Regions from separate parts of the Mus musculus genome. Here all the other regions are linked to region 1. A link is a contact called in public ChIA-PET, Hi-C and HiChIP or PLAC-seq data. All regions are on one chromosome and are shown on one strand. The core of a region is the stretch at or near the end of the contact, and the rest is flanking DNA. Distances in the headings are between cores, read along the strand shown.

What was found. HiChIP or PLAC-seq counts read pairs in DNA pulled down with a chosen protein or histone mark. A called contact is a pair of places that touch in the nucleus more often than the background predicts. ChIA-PET counts read pairs in DNA pulled down with a chosen protein or histone mark.
Region 2: a BATF HiChIP or PLAC-seq map of CD8 T cells shows a contact between it and region 1, with 8 read pairs. The contact joins two enhancer-like sites. A contact is called at or near these places in 2 of 484 Hi-C or Micro-C datasets (bone marrow-derived macrophages and nephron progenitors) and 1 of 115 datasets of contacts at active chromatin or transcription factors (CD8 T cells).
Region 3: a contact with region 1 is called in a CTCF HiChIP or PLAC-seq map of CD8 T cells, with 7 read pairs. The contact joins two enhancer-like sites. A contact is called at or near these places in 1 of 15 datasets of contacts at CTCF or cohesin (CD8 T cells) and 2 of 115 datasets of contacts at active chromatin or transcription factors (CD8 T cells and pancreatic cancer cells).
Region 4: a contact with region 1 is called in an RNA polymerase II ChIA-PET map of memory CD8 T cells, with 57 read pairs. The contact joins two enhancer-like sites. A contact is called at or near these places in 1 of 15 datasets of contacts at CTCF or cohesin (CD8 T cells), 4 of 484 Hi-C or Micro-C datasets (B cells, the N1E-115 cell line, Th1 cells and 1 more) and 6 of 115 datasets of contacts at active chromatin or transcription factors (CD8 T cells, bone marrow-derived macrophages, effector CD8 T cells and 3 more).
Region 5: a contact with region 1 is called in a Hi-C map of double positive thymocytes, with 1.6 times the contacts expected there. The contact joins two enhancer-like sites. A contact is called at or near these places in 1 of 484 Hi-C or Micro-C datasets (double positive thymocytes) and 3 of 115 datasets of contacts at active chromatin or transcription factors (bone marrow-derived macrophages, large pre-B cells and memory CD8 T cells).
Region 6: a Hi-C map of CD8 T cells shows a contact between it and region 1, with 2.8 times the contacts expected there. The contact joins two enhancer-like sites. A contact is called at or near these places in 2 of 484 Hi-C or Micro-C datasets (B cells and CD8 T cells) and 2 of 115 datasets of contacts at active chromatin or transcription factors (CD8 T cells and bone marrow-derived macrophages).
Region 7: a contact with region 1 is called in an RNA polymerase II ChIA-PET map of memory CD8 T cells, with 98 read pairs. The contact joins two enhancer-like sites. A contact is called at or near these places in 1 of 15 datasets of contacts at CTCF or cohesin (large pre-B cells), 11 of 484 Hi-C or Micro-C datasets (B cells, CD4 T cells, LSK cells and 6 more) and 9 of 115 datasets of contacts at active chromatin or transcription factors (CD8 T cells, bone marrow-derived macrophages, effector CD8 T cells and 5 more).

The regions. Positions count from the first base shown.
Region 1 is chr16:24,150,054-24,152,891 of GRCm38.p6, reverse strand. No RefSeq gene overlaps it. Among named protein-coding and RNA genes, the nearest start is that of Gm32126, 8.1 kb to the left of the region's middle. Within about 2 kb of position 1,346, at least 134 of the 459 cell types and tissues checked have an H3K27ac peak or open chromatin away from gene starts, as enhancers often do. A contact at or near this core is called in B cells, CD8 T cells, Th1 cells and 9 more, where this site is marked.
Region 2 is chr16:24,602,290-24,605,171 of GRCm38.p6, reverse strand. The region is part of intron 4 of Lpp (LIM domain containing preferred translocation partner in lipoma); the gene reads right to left. Among named protein-coding and RNA genes, the nearest start is that of Gm24440, 200 kb to the right of the region's middle. Within about 2 kb of position 1,576, at least 38 of the 459 cell types and tissues checked have an H3K27ac peak or open chromatin away from gene starts, as enhancers often do. A contact at or near this core is called in CD8 T cells and bone marrow-derived macrophages, where this site is marked.
Region 3 is chr16:24,426,983-24,430,052 of GRCm38.p6, reverse strand. All of the region lies in intron 1 of Lpp (LIM domain containing preferred translocation partner in lipoma), which reads right to left. Among named protein-coding and RNA genes, the nearest start is that of Gm24440, 22 kb to the right of the region's middle. Within about 2 kb of position 1,787, at least 54 of the 459 cell types and tissues checked have an H3K27ac peak or open chromatin away from gene starts, as enhancers often do. A contact at or near this core is called in CD8 T cells and pancreatic cancer cells, where this site is marked.
Region 4 is chr16:24,506,207-24,509,334 of GRCm38.p6, reverse strand. The region is part of intron 3 of Lpp (LIM domain containing preferred translocation partner in lipoma); the gene reads right to left. Among named protein-coding and RNA genes, the nearest start is that of Gm24440, 100 kb to the right of the region's middle. Within about 2 kb of position 1,279, at least 56 of the 459 cell types and tissues checked have an H3K27ac peak or open chromatin away from gene starts, as enhancers often do. A contact at or near this core is called in CD8 T cells, Th1 cells, memory CD8 T cells and 2 more, where this site is marked.
Region 5 is chr16:24,655,535-24,658,395 of GRCm38.p6, reverse strand. All of the region lies in intron 5 of Lpp (LIM domain containing preferred translocation partner in lipoma), which reads right to left. Among named protein-coding and RNA genes, the nearest start is that of Mir28a, 170 kb to the left of the region's middle. Within about 2 kb of position 1,410, at least 10 of the 459 cell types and tissues checked have an H3K27ac peak or open chromatin away from gene starts, as enhancers often do. A contact at or near this core is called in bone marrow-derived macrophages and double positive thymocytes, where this site is marked.
Region 6 is chr16:24,537,525-24,540,535 of GRCm38.p6, reverse strand. The region is part of intron 3 of Lpp (LIM domain containing preferred translocation partner in lipoma); the gene reads right to left. Among named protein-coding and RNA genes, the nearest start is that of Gm24440, 130 kb to the right of the region's middle. Within about 2 kb of position 1,320, at least 19 of the 459 cell types and tissues checked have an H3K27ac peak or open chromatin away from gene starts, as enhancers often do. A contact at or near this core is called in CD8 T cells, where this site is marked.
Region 7 is chr16:24,627,863-24,630,895 of GRCm38.p6, reverse strand. The region is part of intron 5 of Lpp (LIM domain containing preferred translocation partner in lipoma); the gene reads right to left. Among named protein-coding and RNA genes, the nearest start is that of Mir28a, 200 kb to the left of the region's middle. Within about 2 kb of position 1,380, at least 111 of the 459 cell types and tissues checked have an H3K27ac peak or open chromatin away from gene starts, as enhancers often do. A contact at or near this core is called in B cells, CD8 T cells, Th1 cells and 7 more, where this site is marked.

The DNA of each region.
Region 1 (2,838 bases), core at 97-2,596:
TGGGGATTTGTAGGGCTGGGGTGGTCATAAAACCTTTGTCAGAATTTGTCCTGCTCCCTTGAGAGACCAATGGGATCATCAAGGATGTCTCTACTGCCCATCGTAATAACACTACAGGATGCTTATCTTTCATGGTCTAGGACCAAGTTGGAGGACTAATATATATCTGTAGTCCCCTCTCTCGTAGACCTATGAAGTCTTATTGATAATGGTGCTTTCCTCTTACTTATTTTACCATGGAAGTCAGGTGGCTGTTTTTGCCTAACAGTACTGCCATCCTGGGCACTCAGGCTGCAGAGCAAATACTTTGAATTCAGCAGTTACTCATGCACAGAGTGCTGGAAATGCAAGCAGCACTAAATTTAATAGCATTTCTTCATCTTTAGAGTAATGAAAACTGAGGCCTAGAGGGGTTGTGTAAATGTAATTATCCATTAGCCATTAACCTTGACCTGCATGATCTTAAGACTTAAAAGGTCAACAGATGTCTAGAGCTTTAGATTGTGGGCTACAGTGCACTAAAGAATTATACATAAGGTTTGATGGAAGTTACCGGAAGACTGGACTTGGGAACCATATCACTGAGGTGTAGATTTCTCACTGTTACTGCGCAGGCCCATCTTTCCACTCTCAGTAGCTCTGGGTCCTGTCATCTCTAAAGTGTGGAGGGTAAGGCTTGTATGACTGATCTCAGAAGTTCTGGTAAGCATCAGGAGAGAGAAAGGATGTGAAAGTTGTTTGTACTTGCTATGTAAGTGCAGGAATCCTTCTTCCTGCTAACAGGTTGATGCTGCAGGCAGAGCTCAGAGGATGTGTCTGTTTTCAGTGGCCTCTCTCCTCCTGAGGGTACTTTGCATGAATCTGTCCGCAGCGTTCATCTTTTAACCGCTGTCACGAGCTAACAAGGTGTCAGTCACTCTCACCGAGCCACTTATCGTATGGCATGGGATAACCGAACCTACAGCCACACTCACAAAGAGCTGAGGTGACCACTGAGGGAAGAGGGAAGTTCTGAGCTTAGCCATGCTCTCAAGAGATATTTAGATATTTGACTCATTATTATATATATATATCCAACACACCTTCCACAGTCTGTGCTGTTTACACTGAAAGCGAAAAAGTTGAAAGGGAAGAATCCTGCAATAACACAGCAAAAGAAACGGGGGCGTGAGGGGAGACAAGGACAGGGCTGATGAAGCCTCGGCATCTTATCTCTGGACTATAATTGACGATCTGAATGTTAGTATGAGATCTAAAGTGAAATGAATCGGTGGTTTCAGTTCCGGATATGGTATGCAAAGAAAAAAAAAAAAAAAAAACCTTGCTCTTTGAAATTCAGCACTTCCTTGTCTGTGCTTCAGGAAGCCACACGCCTGGTGTTGAGTGTGGAAACTGACTCATATCTGGCCCTTTGAGATTAGCCTCTCCAGCCCCCCCCCCCCCAGACTGTGGGCAGGATCTGGGGCCTAATGGGAAACCAGAATGGGGTCTGGCCTAATCTGGATCAGACACAACATCATTGGTACACATGCCTTTCAAGGTCCTTCCACATGGTTCTAGAGGCAGTGGCTCTTCTGGGCCATCCCCAGAGCATTGACGGTGCACTTGGCAGTGGGTAAGTGACCTGAGATGGAAGGAAACAGAATCACAAATGCAGTGCCTCCCAGCACTGTACTGTCATGTTAAAGGAAACCAGAGAACTGAGCCACTTGGTGGAAGTGCCTGGCCCTGAGATCTTATCATGTGCCTTCCCACCAAAAAGCCTCAACAATTAACAGCCATTTTCCCCTTTGACTGTCCCAACAAGCTTCTGTATGATAGTTAGGGGTTAGGGACAGGGAGAAGTAATTTGCACTTATTTAGAGTTTATTGAGAAGGAAGAAGCTTATCAGAGACTATAGCATGAAACCCTGGGCAGGTGGCAGGGAGCTCGGGTCTCCTGCACTCAGCCATAAGTGGTTTCCAGGCATTTTACAGACCGTCTCAAGACGGGAAAGGCCCACTAAAACAGCATATCTGTTTGGTTCTAGTTTTCATGTTCAAAAATATCTTGCCCAGGAGGAGGGTGAAGGTGCTGGCTTAAAAGAGAAGTCAATGGGAGACAGAGTGCAGAGAGAAAGAACCAACAGAACCCAGCTCAGCAGTAGAAGGTCCAAGGTCCTTTTTGACCTTTGGCTAGACACTTAATCTCTCTGACCTTCCCTGACCCCATCAGTACAGTGCAATTGCTACTTACAAAATGAGATCATGCATGGGGAAGTATTTGTTTTATGGATGGAAAGCGCCATGCAAAGATTCATCATTAGTCTTTTGAATATTAATGGTTAACCTGTGTTGCAAATGAAGGTATAGCCACCACCCCAGAATGAGGACTGATCTTCCCACCTTTCTTTCCTAAGACAGATCAGTCTGCACTTTTTTTTTTTTTTTTTTTTTACCTACATGCTCCTTACTTCCAAAATGGGTATCCTGATCAGAAAAGCAGAGTGAGAAGATTAAGACCTTGTCCCGGAAGATGAGAAGAGTTAGAAGAAGAAAATCCACAATAAGAATAATTTTAATGAGGCACGTAGCATGTGTTTGAGATCCTTGGCAGCTCAAACAAAAGAAATGGGGGACGGATCGCATTATGCAGCTGCCTTTATCCACTAAAGAAAGAGCAGTTATGAATCAGGGTCAGCCAACTCCTTCCTAGTCATAAGCATGCCAAGAAACATGCATTCTTGGTGAAGGGCTATCAAAGTTAAGTGATAGAATCTTTAAAAGGAGACACATGGAGGGGGATGCTCCAATCTGAGCAGTAGGTGACATCCCCCCCCCCACCGCCGTGAATTTGTG
Region 2 (2,882 bases), core at 327-2,826, 450 kb before region 1:
CTTAATAATGACCCTGAATAATCTGATCTTTAAAGGTTCATCGTAATTCAATAAAAATACTTCTATATGCGATGCTACTTTATTTAATAACAGATACTAAAAGCTATTTCTAATAGCTGTTGTGATAATACTTCTAAGATAATGTGATAGCATTTATATCTTCCAGAAAATTCATTTTCTGCACAAGATTTTACCCATTCTCACAAGCTATCCCTTAGTTACAAATAATTTCTTATCCATAATGCATCCTTTATGTCCTGGGGATTACTTCCAGCTAGGTCTTCAGGATGTAAAGGATGCTTTTAATCCTTTGCTCAGCTGCAAACCCTGCTCAACACCAGCACATTACCCTGCTGCACACAATGGTCAGGTGATCAGCTACATGCATGCTCCCCAAAGTAAACTCCCCAATCCTGGAGAACACAACTCCTTACCATATTATAACGCCAAGGTCTAGTTCATGATAAGAACTCAATGAAAACACTTATTAACTTAAGGATCAAATAAACTTATATGTCTGTTACTAGTTCTCTAGATGAATTAGATTCCCCTCCTTCACTCAAAAAGTATAGTCTGGGGGAGTTACATTCATCTAAATGCAAGGAAGGAGAGTAGCCTAGAAAAGATGCTATACTGAGAAACTGGAGGAGCTGTCAAAGAACTAGTGCAGGCTGGGAGAGGCAGCTCCCATCGGGACTTAGAAGGCTATGCAGTTGTGAAATATAACATGAGGGAGAACAATGACAAGAATTAACAACACAGGGGCTGAGGGGATGGCTCAGTGGGAAATGTACTTGCCATGCACATGTAAGGACCCAAGTTCAAATTCCCAGACTACACATAAGCCAGGAAACGATAGTGTGTGACTGTGATCTCAGTGTTACTACAGTGAGATGGCAGATAGGGACAGCATTGTCCCCAGGAGATCTAAGATATTCCTCACAGTGGGGAAAAAAATGATACTGCCTCAAAGAGGGAAACTGACACCCGAAAGTTCTCCTCTTACCTAACCCAACACACATATACACTTATAGACATAAGGATGGACAGGGAGAGAATAAAGGGTAGAGGGAAGGACGAAGGAAGGAGGAAAGGGGAGGAAGGGAGGGAGGGAGGGAAGGACGAAGGGAGAGAGAGAAGAAAAGTGAAACAAATCAAAGCATATTGAGGGACATAGGGATATTAGTTCATGCAAGATGGATCCAAGAAAATAATAAATCCAACAGTATGAACATGGAGTCCCTCTGGCCCTAATTTGAATCTCAGTTAAATTAGAGTGACTTTTAACACAAAAATATATATATCTAAAGTTGGACAACTGAACATCTGTAAATTACAAAACCACTCCTATGGTTTATGGTTGTTTTCTACGTCTAAATCTTAAACTTGTTTCTGATAAAAGAGTCTGAGAAATGCATGAACTGACAAAAACCAGTCAAGACCCCTCCTTAGCTTCTCAGAGACAGGCCCAGTGAAAGTACAAGCAGGCAGGGTAAGAGTGGGCTTTGCTGTACCTTCCAACCCTGGTCTTACTTCCTCTGCCCTGAGGTAAGTTTCACTCTAGGCTTAGAACCTCTGAAGCAAGAAGTGAAAGAGAGGATCCTTCCCCAGTCCTCTCCTGACACTGAAAATGAAGCCACAGCACCCAGAGATAGCAAGCAGAAGAAACAGCCCTGATCCCAGCAACACGCCTGCTGCTAAAAAGTTAGAGACTGTGCCCCGCCCCATCCCTCCAAGGTCTGGGCTACATGCAAAGCAAGTACAGTGAGCCGACATGGTTTCACTGATCATATTCTCTAAGGCTCGCTGTCATCTCTCCCCAGCAATTATAGGAACAGCAAAGCCACAGATTAACAAGAAATACCAAGTGTTTCCTGAGGGCTGTCTGACTGTTTGTGACGAGATTGTTGTAATGCCCACGGACTCATCACACTGCTATCTGGGGATCTATTACCATGACCTGCAGGTCAAAATCAAGAACATAAGCCTGGGGTCAGGGAACGACTTCAGTGGCAGAACATTTGAATTGTAGTTGCAAGGCCTTGAATTCAATACCTAGACCCATAACCCCAACAAACACACACACACACACACACACACACACACACACACACACACATACGTACACACAAAGTAAGGTTCTAAGGAGTTACACAGATTGATTAAGATAACCCGCTAACAAATTGCAAACCTAAAAAAAGCTTGAATGTGTTTTCTTTGCTGTCCTCTATCTTTGTGAAATGAGTGGTTTGGAATCTTGGCACCTCCATACTTACCAAGGATTGCAGTGATTATAAAACATTCTTTCTCTCATACTCCACAATCATAGGCTGATGAAGACAATATTCAACACATCCCAGCCATAGAGAAGGCAAGGTATTCAAAGGAGCAAACTGATGATCGGCCCCTTCCCTGTCGAGGAAGGAGACCTGAGGGCCAGCGGATGCTGAGGAAGCCTTAGCTTGCGTATATAAATGCCAACTCACTGGTATTTGTGAACAGAAAGAACTGATATTTGATCAGATTTCCCTTTTTCTTTTCTCCAAATTAACATGCAATTCTATAAGCATTTCTAAGATTACTGAAGACCAACCACCTGCTATATGGCCTTATGCAACATCTGGTGCTATAAGCATCAAATTGTGGGTTCTAAAACGACCTCCAAGCTAAGCTTGTGTGGGATCTCCCTGATTATTTACCTTGCACTGGTGGGGATTCAAAGGTTCTAGTGTTTGGCAAGCTAGCACTAGACCACTAAGACATAGGCCAAGACTCTTTGTATAGACGTTCTGACTCCAGAGAGGAGAGTAAGTGGTATAAAACGTTCACATTAATCTCTAATTTGCATAGCTCCTCAGTAACTGCTCTGTCAATGTGTGCTC
Region 3 (3,070 bases), core at 538-3,037, 280 kb before region 1:
GCACATCAGAAGCCTGCATAAAAGGTGTACTCACCAACTGCCTCATGCATACGACTGTGACATCATACCCAGTCTGACCCAGGCTCTCCCAGTTACTCGGCTCACCTCCTGACATGGACCCTCGACCCTATCCTCACCACCTTTCAAAGCTACAACCAGAAAGCCAGCCCTCAGCTTAACACTTCCAAAGGTCCTGTCACCACTAATCAAATCTAGACTCTCTCAAGACCGGCAACAAGGACCCTCCTCCTTGACCTCATTCCAGGAATAAGGAAACAACCAACGACACAGTTGTTTCTGCCAAGCACACAAAAGGCAACAAATAGATATAAAAATTTCCCTCTGGAAAGTAACCAAAGCTGTTTTAAAAATGTATCTTTGTGCATGGATAACTGAAGGGTGCTCTTTAAGTGGTTACACTGAGCCATCCTGCCTCTGTCTTACAGCGATGTAAATATGGCAGGGAGGTGACTTGCTCAGGCCACACGGTTGGCGCATCTCATGGTCCAGGATAAACTGTAATCCAAACATCTCAGCACTGAGCTCCATGGCTTCTGCAGCCCAGTGCATCTCCATGCACTATCTCAGAGCAGAAAGTGAAAACACAACATGCTGCTGTCACTACCTGGCTCCTAAAACTGCTGCTCCCTCTGGCTTAGGATGCTCACTATAACTGAAATATGTATTTCTTTACCTGGTTCCTATCTATCGGTACCCATAAACTTGAAGCACTGTGAAGCTCTGGGCTCTAGCTGCCCTCATTCTGCCCAGATCCTAGACTAGAGCAGGGCACAATCCTCTCAAGCCAACATCAATCCCCTCCTCCATTACCTAAGTCGAGGAAACACAAATAACCAGATCTCTGCTGTCTGAGCCTCATTCTCTTTAACATCCAGGGCCCCACGGCAATCGAGAGAAGCAAGATCCCATGAACCCAAGTCCACGTAAGAGCATTCCTCAGTACAATCTGCCTCTCCCTTTCTCTACCAGGCCCCCAGCATCCCCAAAGGGCTCCTTCCAGCAATCCACTCCCTGCCTGCCACAAGTCTGCCCTTCTCCGCTTCCCACCATCACTCCATCCTGCCTTTCTGAGGCAGGTGTCTACAGAGGGCAGAGCTCACAGCTGGAGTTAGCCACAGTCTCCTGTCTGCCTAGCGCTGACCTACTTCCCAGCCAGACTAAGGCAGGTGCCCTGCTCCTGACTCAGCGAGCTCTCTTTTGCTTACTTTTTACCTCCAGGTTATCTTGGACATGGGACCTAATGCAGAGCCACAAAGCAGTAAAAATCAGAGCAGAGGAGTCACCAGCAGACTACCAAACGTCACCATCTTATTTCTCGGCTGTCAAGTGTGTGATCCAGAAAGTACAGGTGCCTTGGTCAAAAGTAAGCCTCAAATGTCCCAAGATTAAAAACAACAGCAATCAAGAAAGAGCCCTGCCACTTCCTCTCATCTAGGAAACAATTCCTTGTGTCTCAGATTAAAGTCCTCTGAGGCCATCCCTCTCCATTAGTGAAACATTTGCCCAATTTCCATCTTCATAAAGTACAGTTCGCATGGAGAAAGTATACTGCCCGTTTTACTGTTGGGAGAGGTGGTATGGGAAGAGAGAATAGAGACAGAGCCACCTGAGGTCCAGCGCTGGCTCTGCTCCTCCCACTAACCCTGAGTGAGTACCTCTCCCACCCTGGCCCTTCCTCTCATGTTGGACCACACCATCTGCAAGCAATTAGACTTCAGCTCCGTGTGTCTCATCAGCACCTCCAATGCAGCATTATCGCCCAGTATCCAGAGTTACTAGACTGTGAGTCACTAAGCTCTGAGTTTTCCCACAGTGCAATGGGGTATACGTCCAGTGGTGCATGTTCAATGTTCATTAATGAGTTAACACAGTCACATCTTTCTACAGTGAAGTCATTCAGATATCTTTGGTAACCAAACTGTAAAAGTTGCCTGACTACATTTCATATGTAACAGAACACTAAGCCTCCTTAATATACGAAAACATGATGCTTCCTGGGCCTATAGCTTTCTTAACAGCAATCCATTTTCTCTAATAGCTTGCCAGTCCTTAAGTCCCTTCCTGCTATACCAAGTACATAAGCAGTTCTAAACTGTGTAGAGTGTTCTGAGGAGAATTCCTCTTTGCTTTTTAAGAAAGACTCTCATGTTTTCAGAAGTCAGTGGGAAAGAATTCTAGTAATTACCGGTGGTGATCCAGTTAGAGGTGTCGATGTGATGCAATTGACCACAAAACCGAGGGGGAAAGAATATTCTGGGCCTAATTCCTAGCACATGAACTTCTAGGCAACACCAAGAACAATATGTCATATGTATGTTCTTGAGGCCACCAAGAGATGCTGTCTTTCTTCCAGATCCTACTGCCCCTTTCAAAAACAGAATCCTTAAATAAGAGGTGCCACATCACCCACTACAACCCAGCACAAGCACTGTGCATTAGGGTGGTACCCAGACATAATGGCACCTTCATGAAATAAAGCAAAGACAGAGGATCTCAGCATAGAGATGTCCATAACAGTGTGCTTAATCATCAACAACCGCTATCCAACAATGTGCAAGCAGCAACACACCCATCCACACAGTGTGGCGGGAGAAGGGACAATATAGATTCCATGAGAACTGTAAGTTAAGTAAGCAGAAGTGAGCAGCAGATGAAGCTGCTTAATAAAACCCGGTTTAAGAAAAAGTTAGTGAACACTACTTTAGCATAATCTTCCTTTGAAAAAGTGATGATACAACTCAAGATTGCCAGAAGGCTACCCCAGTGATAGTCTAGAAAATAAGACAATGGCGTTTAGATAAAAGGAGATGTTGTGGTATGTGCAGTACCCTTGCTGGTTAAGGTAAGCCTGGTTGTCTTGGGTTTTTTTTTTTTTTTTTCCCTTATTGGAAAAAGGAGAAGTCATACCGCTACTTCCTCCAAATTGAAACATTCCCTACTGGAAGGAAAACAGAAGTTCTTAAAACTCAGGAAAACCAAGGACTCACAAGACTCAGGGAAACGTACAAGGCTCTAAAATCTCAGAAACTATTAGCAGATTCAGGAAGCC
Region 4 (3,128 bases), core at 30-2,529, 360 kb before region 1:
AGGTAAGAACTGTCTGTCAGAGCAGAAAGAGGCAGATTTGACAGCAACAAGAGCCATTTGTCAAACCATCTGGTTCTCTCTCCACCTGACAGGAAGGAGTGATGTGTTAGAAAGAGCAGAGAACAGAGTATTAAAGAGTTGGCTTCTAGTCTTGACTTTGCTATTTCCCCAACGTGTGACCTTGCTAGACCTCCACGTGTCAAATAGGAACCTTCTGCCACCCAGTAACTATGTCTCTGTGAGAAACACATATCCATGTGTTGCATTAAAAATTGGGTCAAGGGCCAAAGATATGGCTCAGCTGGTAAAGGCACTGGTCACCAAACCTGACCACAGGCTTCAATCCCCAAGACTCACACAGCAGAACAAACTCATATTCTCTCTCTCTCTCTCTCTCTCTCTCTCTCTCCCTCTCTCTCTCTCTCTCTCCTCCAACATCCACATATGTGCTCTAGCATACATGTGTATTTGTGTGTGTGTGTGTGTATGTGCGCATGCGTGTGGGGAGAGAGAGAGAGATTGTTTTTAAAATGGAGCTCTCAAGGTCATGGATCAATGGCAAGGAAAATATAGGAACCATGGTAGATTAAAGAGAGCGGAAAGCTGAATATCTTCAGCTCTAACTTACATGGTTCTCTTTCAACCAAATATCCCCATTATGGTACCAGCCTAAATTCAGGTACCGCAAGCACCAAGTACAAAGAGGCACACTTTCCAATTGCCCTCAAGTTTAGACTGATTTTCTTTTTTAGGATCAGCACATTTATTTATTCAAGGAGGAACCAAGGATATAAGTTTGTTTTTTTTTTGTTGTTTTTTTTTTTTTTTTGCTTCCAATTTTGTGTGTGAAAAAGCAAGACATGTATGTCAGTGCATAAGTCTTAGAAGTCAACTTCTGAGAGTTTGTTTTCTCCATCTACCATGTGGATTCTAAGGCTCACACTCAAGTCACTAGGCTTGATCCTCCATCTTTAACTGCTGAGTCATCTTAATGGCCCCTAGGTACCTATTTCAAATGGCCTGAGATCTAAAGGGTCCAATATTACTTTTAAACAAAAATGTTTCTTCTTGATTTCCACATCAACCCCATCATAGAGAAGGCGCACTCTAGAAGTGACCAGAGGCTCTCACCCATGCGCAGTGAGTGGGCACTAGGGTCAGGACAGGCAGCCTTGCCTTCTGACTGATTTTAGTGTGCTGCGAAGCACACCACAGGGTCACAGTGTGTTGACTCATTCAAACCTGAATAGCCAAGACACAAGTCACAGCCACACATGGGGCGGGGAAGAGAGCCTCACATCTGAAGCAGCACCAATCAGAGATTTCTCACAACAGTCTCAAGGACACAGGAGCTAAACAGCCCTGAAACCTCTGTCTTCCTCTGTGAAAGATCTACGCCCAGGAAAAGCAGGTTCATAGCAAGAAGCTATGTCCTCTGCCCCAGATACTCTCTCCCCTTCCTCTTCTGACCAGTGAGTCCTTGTGGCCACAAGCAGCAAGCATGGGAGAAGTTCCACCAATAAAAAGAGCTCAATAAAGCTCACGGGTCTCTCCAGCTGACTCCCTCATGCAGGCACAGCTGAGCTTATTAAGTAATAATAATAATAATAATAATCAGAGAATACTGGCAGCCGGCCTTTGCAAAGGGCAGAGGAGAGCCCCTGGGGTAGATGCTCACTGGGTGAGTAGCTTCAACCACCACAATCTAAAACAACTTCCATGTATGTCCAGGCATGTATGCATACATGCTGGAGCTCAGATACACACAGATCTTGAACAAAGGGGGACTATGAGGTCCCTGCCACATTTTATAGATATATATCCACAACTTCCACGTGCTGGTCAGTTCTTTATTTCTACAATTCACATAGGAGAAGAGAATTCAAGTCCATGATCTCCTCCATTTCGTTACCCTATGATCCACACTAAGTGTGCAAAACACTGTCAGAACAATCTTTCACATGGAAACCATTCTCCTCCAAGTTACAGGAAATAAATGTACTTGTCCAATTCCCACAGGTCCTGAGACCCACACCCAGGCCCCCGGCTGCACAGCACTGGGGTTTTGCTTCATTTAGTGTGCTCGGTTTTATTTTTTCCATTTGATTATCCTCCCTCTAAATTACCAGTTGTTGCCCTGTTGCAGTAAACAACCAGAGCAGAAAGTCAGCTCTGAACTGAGACAGCTCCCCACAGAGGAACAACTCAATTCATACTTCGAGGAATAGTTTCTGGGAAAGCAGAGGAGGTGATGCTATCAAATACTGAAACTTAGAACTCCTACTCACTAGCTGCCTGGGGTGCAGGAAATGGGGCAGAGGCCCTCTCCCTCCCTGTTCCTGCTGCCCGTTTCTGTCACTCATAGTCATTACCAGACTGAACTCTTTAGTCAAATGAAAGCTTTTTCCTAGCTTTCTGGCCTTGGGTAAGTCCCTGAAGCCACTGGCCCCGTTACTCACACACACTTAGGAACAGCTATGCAAACACGCATGTGGGGCTGACTAGAAAGTAGCCCTGCCTTCCTTGCCCTACACAATACTACAACATGCTGCAGGTCTACAATGGCTCAGCTCTATCACAAACTCAGACTTCAAACATCAAACTCTCCGTGGGTCTCTCTTCTACCCACCCTTCCTACCAGCCGCCATCTGCTATAACTCCAGACCAAGCCCACTCACCTCTGCCAATAGTGAAAAAGAACCCACCTCTCCATCACCATCATCAACTTTCCCCTGCACCCTATGGGGTAAGATTCCACCAGGTATTCAATAGCTCTGCATCAACAAGATCTTAAAAAACAAAAACAAAAACAGAAACCTCCACTAAGTGGCTGCCCTTCACTGTGCATGCAACAACTCCAGTACCAGGCTGGTACCAAGGTCTGGATTAGAAAGAAAAGCCAGGACAAAGCAAGGCAATGTGGACACCAAGGAGTACTGCAGCCAGCACCTATGAGCGTGCCACCCAATAAGCAGGCCACCATCCACAGAGGCTGGCCTTCGGGCAGGTCATGCACTAAACACTATCTTGGGTCCTTACAGACATCCTTTAATATGTACAACTAAGCATACAAGGCACATCTATCCCTCATTAAAGTCACTTAAATTAAGGCTTAAATAGGCTTTGTT
Region 5 (2,861 bases), core at 161-2,660, 510 kb before region 1:
TCGGTCTTCCCTCTCTCCCTCCCTCTTCTTTGTAACATGGTCTCCATCTTTGGGCTTGAACGTGTGATGTTCCTCCCTCAGTGCCCTGTGTGGACCGTTATGTTTCGTGAATCTCAGTCCAAGAAAGAAGTATATACATCAGTGTTTTCTTGAATCTCTTCTTTCAGACTTAATACCGTGTCTGGTTTCTAGGTCTGGCAGGATACTAGTAGCCTGGAAGACTCTTCTCAACGCCACATAACAGAACACACCAGATTTTGCAAGGTTCACAGAGTGTGGTGGCTCGTGAAATGAAGTTACATGGAGAGGGGACAGGATGTGACATGTGCACAATACCTAAGAATAGTCAGAGACCCACACAAAGACTGAGTGTCACAGAACCCTTAATATGCAGAGCCTGAATTCATGTTCTCCCTATGTGAGAACTCATTGGGGAATGTTCACTCTCAAGGCCATTCATGGCTAGTGCTGGCTGTCTTGTCTTCATTGTCATGAAAATAGCACCAATCCCTCTCCTGAAGAACCTACCTTCACCATGAATAAGGAGATAAGTGACACTGACTAAAGTTCTTTCAGTTGCTATCTGGGCAATCTAAAATGTGGGCGTGTAAACAAACATGGCAAGATATTAGAAAAATTAATATTCTATCCTTCAATCTTCATTTTCTTCACCTAACTAACTAAATTACTAATTGGGACTGTACTTAGAACTCTACCAGACAGTGTTATTTTTAAGAAAACACTAGGGTTAAGATAACTAATGAAAATGTGTCTGAGGTGATAGAGATGGGAATTACCCTGCTTTGCTCTTTCCCTCACACATGTATGGATCAAAAATACACATTCAACATCATCATATGAGGATTTATAAACACCATCCACCAACTGGAAATATCATGTGAAAATAAGCCGGTAAAGAGCTGTATGTGATCCTAGTAGGCAGGTCCCTTTACAAAATATGGCAAATGGTATGAAACCCTCAATTGTACTTATAGGTTTTAATTACGAAATAGTCACATTCAATAATTGAATAATGCTCCTCAGTATAGCACTGCTTACACAGTGACTGCAGTTGCTCCCACACTGGAAAGCCGGAGAGCCACCCAGCTGATGGTGTCTTCTGTTTCTGTCATCTATCATTTACTCAGTGCCCTCTGTGCACCAGTCATTTCTCTAGGCTCTGCCATATAAAGGTACAAACAGGTAAACGCACAAAACAAATGGAAATGTTGCCCCCTGTAAAACCTGCACTGGAGCAGGTAAAAAAGAATGATTAAGAAATAAACAGATAATATGAGTTGAATGTCAAGTAGCAATACATACGAGGAGAAATGGCAGAGGAAGGAAGGGGAATAGCTGGGATGGTAGCAGGGTGTTGCAGCTTTAAAGAACAGGATTGAGAAATACCTCACCAGGGTGGCATTTGGGCAAAAATGTAAATGGAGTAAGGGAGTGAGTCACAGAATATCTGGGGGCAGGAGAGGAAGAACCAGCAGATTACCAAGTAGAGGAGACGAAGGCCAGGCTCCGAAGGGTGCTTGCAGCACGGTGCTTTCTACATGGCTAGATGTTGCCAGAGGTTACCCAGAGCTCATGGCACAACAAACGCTGCTTTCTCTTTTCTCTGTTTATCTTTAATTCTATGCAATAAATATGAACTGTAACTTTGCCATTTTTAAGAATCAGAAGGAAGATACTTTGAAATGAATCGCAGAATCTCCTCAAAGCCAGAGTTTAATTTTAATGCATCCCTATATTTACCCAAGCTAAAATGTAATGTGCGGGCATCTTTCTAAATAACTCAGCTCAAAATGCTCTTTGAGATCCTCGGATTGAAAGCAAGAAGATTTATTATCTTTGAAAAAGATGACGTCTCCCCACTTTTAAATTGGACAGTCTCTCTCCATATTTAGCTAATACTGAACTTCTGGGACTACACTAACTTCATCAGAACTCTTCCTAAACTCACAGATAACCTCTCCACCCAGAGGTAGACCCTGCTGTACCATGGCTGATGGAGCATATCCCACATCTCTATCACATAGCACCGTGCTGTAAAGATTCCAGTTCTCAGGAGAAAACACAGAACAGATTCCACACGATCCACACGGTGAAGAAGAGCATGCTTCTGAGAAGTAGACTAGAGTCGCATGCACTCACAAATGTCCCAGGTGCTTCCTGTCTCACAAAAACAGAGCAACTGCGATCCAAACAGCCACCATGTCCATGAACATTAACAATAAAAGTAAACAGGACAGCAGGTTGAATTGGATGTGTTAGTCTTCTACCAGTTACTGAGACACCCTCAGCCCCAATACTAAAACGTGAACATTCTCAGTGTGAAAAGACGAAATAAAAATTTGAAAGTCGTTATGGATAAAAATCAACCCAACATCAAAAGACAAAAACAATAATGCAACAAGAAAAATCTTAATTTATAACTCAGAAACTGGCAAGTGAATATTACTGTGCTGAATGAATCTTGCCGAACTATCCCACCCATTTGAAGATGACCAGTAGTGGCCATGCCAGGCAGAATCTCTTCAAGGACAGCATGAAGCCTGCACGACAGCGGGTCCTCCACACAGTGCATCCATGGGTAACGAAGAGAGTTGTAGCTCTGTTGATCCTGTATTTGCCATCCTCACCAACAATGACCAGGTACTGAGAACCACAACTGCACAAATTCTGCTCCCAGTTTTACTACCTATCTATTGGTTTTCCCCAACTGGGCCAGGTAGGAGATAGCTGCAGCCCTACATCCTGTTTTTTGAATAATTTATCATGAGCTTATTTTTTACTGCATACTCCCTATAGTGAATGTAGAAATTGTACATACATATTTAATATAAACTCAAGTG
Region 6 (3,011 bases), core at 71-2,570, 390 kb before region 1:
GGTACATAATGAAAAGTTGAGAATCTCTAATCCAGAGAACACTTGGCTCATTATAAAGTATAATAAAAATAAAATAACAGCCGGATGGTGGTGGCGCACGCCTTTAATCCCAGCACTTGGGAGGCAGAGACAGGTGGATTTCTGAGTTCGAGGCCAGCCATCGAAACATCGGTTTCGTCTGAGATGAAGCTGGTTCTTCCACTATTGCCCTACATCCTCCGACAGATAGGTACATGAAAGGCTCACAACACGGGAGAACCGAGGATAATCTAGACTGGAGGCTTTAGATAGAACGTCTGAGCAGAGGTGAGAGCTTACATGTGCACGCAGCATCCTTTTCTTTCTCCTTCCCACGGAGGGGTGGGAGGCTCTGTATTTTGAAAGACTCTTTATCAGGAGCTGGGTTGACAGGGACACCTGATGAGAATAGTAATTAAATCAAGAAGTAAAGAAACACTTGCATCTATGTTCTTTATTTTTGGTAGCTGTCTTTTGAAAAATGAGTTACCTTCTCTTTCCCAGCAAATATGGGGTAGCTTCACAAAATATTCTCCTTTTCAAAGTATTTTAGTTTATCAACAACCCAGCTGGATACCTTGAATGCATGTGTGGACTTCTGGGCAGTGCCGAGGATATTAGCAAGAGAAAAGTCTCAGTCTCTTCTTTCAAAAAGCCAAAATCTGATCCTGTGGCCAAGCACAAAATGTTGTGATTTTTTTTTAAGTCAGCAAGTTATGTTCTCAATTATGAAAATACCAAATGCCAGATTCTTCTCCAGTCCAAGCAATAATATGAAAGCAGCCAATTCTCCTAAATCAGAATATTTTTAATGAAAATTATGACTGTTGGAGCTTTCCCTTCCAATGCCAATATTATTAGAACTCAGAATAAGAACACAGGTCACTTTCCTGTTCTCTGTAATTCTCCCCAGGCTCGGACCAAACACTGTTCAACAGACACAGAGCACAAGCCATACCCATGATTTTGAAATCTCTAGTAACTTTTAAAAATGTTAAAATTTTACTTCAAAAATATATCCAAAATATCATCCTTTAAACACGTAGCACTAGCCAGGTTTCAAGGACTCGAGAAGAGCAATGGCAACAGTGGCTGTTACACTGGACAACACATCTCCAACTCTCTACTGCCTGCCCCGTCCCAGCCTACAAGCAGAGCACAGCATCTGTTGAAGATGAAGAGATAAATTTTATAATTGTTCTCACAATTCAGACATAGTTTCTCTCATTGTACACCTTAGGACCAAAAGCCTGCAAGGCATTGTGATGGCAAATTGTCATGGTTACAAAATTGTTCCATGCCACATGAAAAGATGAGGAAAGCAAACAAGACCAAGGGGTAGAGACGAAGAGGCAGTCAACCCACAGATGCAGATAGCATCGTGCTTGAGACTTGGGTTTTTACCCTGAGGCCTTTTGTGGCTTGAAACCATGTTATTGATCTAGCTCTAATCGCTACTCTTTCTTCTTGCCAAGCCTCTGTGCATCCTTGGAAAACAGCACCAAGTAGGAAAAGTTCAACAACATTATGAAGGCTCAATGCATAAAGATACTTAAAGCATTGTGAAAACCTCTTTTATCCATTTTATCTGGGGACCCTGAATAAAGAAATTTCTATGCCCTTGTCCAAACAGCATTCTCTCCATCACCCTCCATCATGTCTTCCTGTTCCATGGGATGAATGGTGGACATCCATTAAGCCATAAATACCAAGGAGTTGATAGTTGCAGAAGTCAGTGTGAAAGAGAGATGCCTTTCACTACTTCTTATATTCTCTACTATATGCCTTTCCACTGGAGACTCTTTTTTTTTTGTTTTTTGTTTTTTGTTTTTTGTTTTTTGTTTTTTTTACCAGACTCCAGTCCCTGTGTTATTTACTAAGTAGGTGCACACAAACTCAAGACTAAAATTGATCTCATCCATCAAATGGGCTCAGGATTGAGGCCATAAGCACAAAGCTTCAACATGCTTTTTAGATATGAATCATATACTCTATTAAGGTTGGCAAGCCATGTGCTTTTGATGTTGGGAAGCCATGTGCTTCTGAGTCTTGGCTCTCCATTATGAGTCAGTATGAACACTAGCCCATAATTTGCAAAGGTGTCAAAATGTTAACAGTACAAGAGTCTTTCACTTTACTATAAAATAAAACAAAGCAAACATGGTCACCCCTAAGGTTAATACCACCAGTCATAGGTCTCATTGAACCCATAGACTCACTGACATGAAACAATAAAAAAAAAAAATCTTTTACTCAAAAATAGACAACTCATCTAATCATGAGAAAGCATTAAGCAAACAATAATCAGTAGATTCTATGATGTGCCAGGCCTTGAAACAAGGCACTTTTCATGTATAAAGGTCATAAAACATGGGAAAAGTCTGTACTAAGTTAAAGACATGAGGAGAAAGTACAGAAGAAAATTCCTAATTGAATCCTATTGCACAAAATGCACTAGTGAATAAGAACAAAATTTGTAGTCACAATAGTCATGCTTCCCCATGTCAATTTCTGAGCTCCAATAAGCAAACCTTACTCATGTGAGTTAGTAACATGAGAGAAAGCTAGGGAGGTACATACTGTTCTGTGTCTACAACTCATCAGCACCAACAGGGAAATGTGGCGGAACACACTCAAACCACCTCCAGACCAGTGAAAATGCCCTCAGGCAGAGAGCAGGGGGGATAGAGCATCACACAGTGTCAACTTAGGCTTTGCTTTTCTCATAAAAACTAAAAGCATTTCAATGATTCACTGAAAGTAGATAGTTAAATAGTTTTTGAAATAAATAAATAAATGGATGTGAAAAGCCAACATTGCCCCCATCACCATCAGAAAAATTGATCATTGTAAAATTCTCATTTCTACTAATTAGTAAAATACTTAATTGTTTGAGCTGGCAACAATCAAATAATGATCTTTGCACAGCTGGGCCTACTGGTACATACACACCTGTAAGCCCAGCTCACAGAATGCTGAGGCAGAAGGATTTG
Region 7 (3,033 bases), core at 131-2,630, 480 kb before region 1:
ATGTCTAAGTTGTTGTTTTCATGGACAGAATGAAGAAAGGATTGGCACTAATGCCCAAAGGTCAGGCAAGACCATTAAATGGTGACAGTACTTAACATTACTGCGGGTAAGAACAGCAGTCAGCAGTACCAGATAAATGTCTGACTTTAATGAGAGCATGAATTGATATCTAGGGAATATGATAGCATAATTCTTACTTAATGTTTTGTCAGCAATCATATAAAAATATGAGATGTATGTAACTGAAACAGCATATTTACATCTGGTTTCCTATATAAAGAAAGCTGACAGGAACTCCTAGACTGTATGGCTCTTCTTTATCCATCATAAAAGACTGGAAGAAAATCCTAGAAGGAAATGCTATGTGGCTACTTTATAAGTAGCAGAAAGATCATTTATTTATGATAACATTTAGTAAGTGCTTACTAAGTACCAGGCACTATTAAAAGAGTTTTTAAATATAATACCTAGCCTTCAAAATAAGCAGGAACTGTTCCTCTACCCTTTCCTACACCAGAGATCCAGAGAAGTTCACTCACTGGTCAAATAACCACATAGTTAGCATTTCTCAAACAGTGAACAGCTACTATTTATCCCATACTGTACCAGGAAAATAGAAAGGCAGTGAAGAGTAATGTCAAAAGGAAGACATTTATAATTCAGAAAAAATTCACAGTCAGATACCTAAAAAATCAGCTAAGGAAGAATATAAATTATAAGGCAAAGTGGAAAATACAAATCCTACAGAAAACACATGGTTAAACTCCATTTCTGTTTTTAAAAGAATGAATTTCTAGACAAAATTGGGGTTGAACAACGTATGGAATTAAAATGACTAAGCTTACTCTACGCAGCCTTGATCCACATCAGCTGAGGCTAGACATCCTTAGGATGAGCTCACAGTCTGAAGTCCTTGGACATGACAGGTAACTGTGTAATAGCAGTCACAGTCATGGGAATGGAAGCTTCCTTAGAGCAGGTCCCAAGTTCATGAGGAGAACTGAGCAAAACCTCAGAGACGCCAAGACACATGGAGAGAATTAATGTGTGGATGGCCCCATCCAGTCATTGCCGAGTGAGCAGAGGGGTGACAGTGGGACTCTAAGCTGGCACACACCTCATGTGCACTGAAATTCTGACCCCCAGACAGTAACTGCTGAAGCCCCTGCCCTGAGCTGTAACTGTGCAAGGATGTGTTCCTGGAATGTTTGCTCAACATCAGCAGGTCAGAGAACTCCTACCAGAGACCATATCACTGATCTAGCGTGGCAAGGATTTCACGAACACTGAGAAGCAAAACCTGAACTTTTGTACAATCCCCACCATCACAGGAAGCACACAGTCGACCACAAATACTGTATTTTCTAGAACTTTCTTAAGAACTATAAAGTAACCCATTTGCAGAAGTTGTTGATTTTGTGCATGGGGACTGCACTGTTTGTGAGATTGAGGAAGCAAACGAAGGCTGATTTCCTGGGGTGAGTCACGGCCGTAACCCCCTTTTACTGTATTAATAGAACGGGGGGGGGGGGGGAATTTTCCAGGAAACATGTATTACCACAAAGACCAAAATAGAAAAAGGTGGCGGGTGACTTAATCACTAAACAGAGAAGAGTAGTCCCCTATCTTTATCAGAACAAGAAAACAATAAATCAAACCAACACATTTTGAAATGTGTTAACATCTTCACAGTTCCAGAGCTCTGTTTTAATATCACACAAGATTTTGTATTAGCAGAAATTCCATGAAAACTCTAGGCTGATTACAGATGAACAAAATTTCTGAAGAATTAAGTAGACTCTCTTGAAATAGTCAAACATCCACTTGTTCCTTTGAGCCTGAAATTAACAATGTATACCAACTGTGTGCCAGACTCCTGTCTTCAAGAACCAAATAGCTGATGAGAAAGTCACAGCCCTAATGAAGTCCAGTCTCTGCTGCCTGCCATAGCAACTCTTTTCATCCTGCTTCTGGAGGATTCCACAATGACAGCTCAAACACTAGTTCTGATCTCAGCCTCAGGATCAGAACTGTGTTGACTCTCATGAACATGGACACCTACAAGACTCCACTCTGGCTCCTGTCTTTCCTTGCCTCATATCGGGAAGAAAGCACTGTGGCCATGACAAGGGTAGATCAGCATCAAGTGAAAGACACTAACAAAACAATTTCTTAAAATTAACGTGACAACTGAGAGAGGAGGATCAGGAATGATATCTAGAACATGGTTAATACTAAAAAATCTTTACTATAGGTCATGTTACTATTATTAAAACAGTGATGACAAGAAGGAGAGGCTCAGTTTGTCACAGGGACAGAAGCAACTGTAAGGACATGCGTTCAGCTACCCTTTGTCTATGTCCTCACTTAGGATCCATCACATATCACAATGAAACTATGTGAGACACAAGAACACAAGTAGTGTGGTTTTCCTTTGGTTTATTTATGCAGGGTAGGATTTGAACCCACCACCTTAACAGTTGTTTGGCAAACCTTCTACTACTGAGCTATACACTCCCAGCCCCACACAGGATAATATACCAGGAACTGTCAGTAGACTACACCTGAACTCATGTGTCCATTGTTCAAGATCAGTGGGTATGGCTAGGAGAAAAATCTGTGCAACCATCTCTACCTCCTCCAGTACATAAAACCCTCTTATCTAATCAGTTCTAAATATCCTTCCAGAGCTGCCCGGGTTCAGTTCAGGGAAGCAGGCAGTAAATATCTGAATCCTCCAGCACGTTTCCCCATACAGTTATATCTATGAAGACCTTGACTGTAGGGACTATAGGAAAGACACATGACCAGTAACAAGGCAATGGGAATTCAAATTATTTTGTCACTTCGAATACTTTAATAAGCCACTGCTAGAAATGTTGGGCTAGATTCTTATACTATCACATTTAATGAAAACATAAACTTATGTCAGTCCTTAGTTAATGAACAATACAGAGTGACCTGGGGATGAAGAATTGATGCAGAATTAAGTGTTCTTACTGTTCTGCGGGGAAGACCACGTTTGGTGCCCAT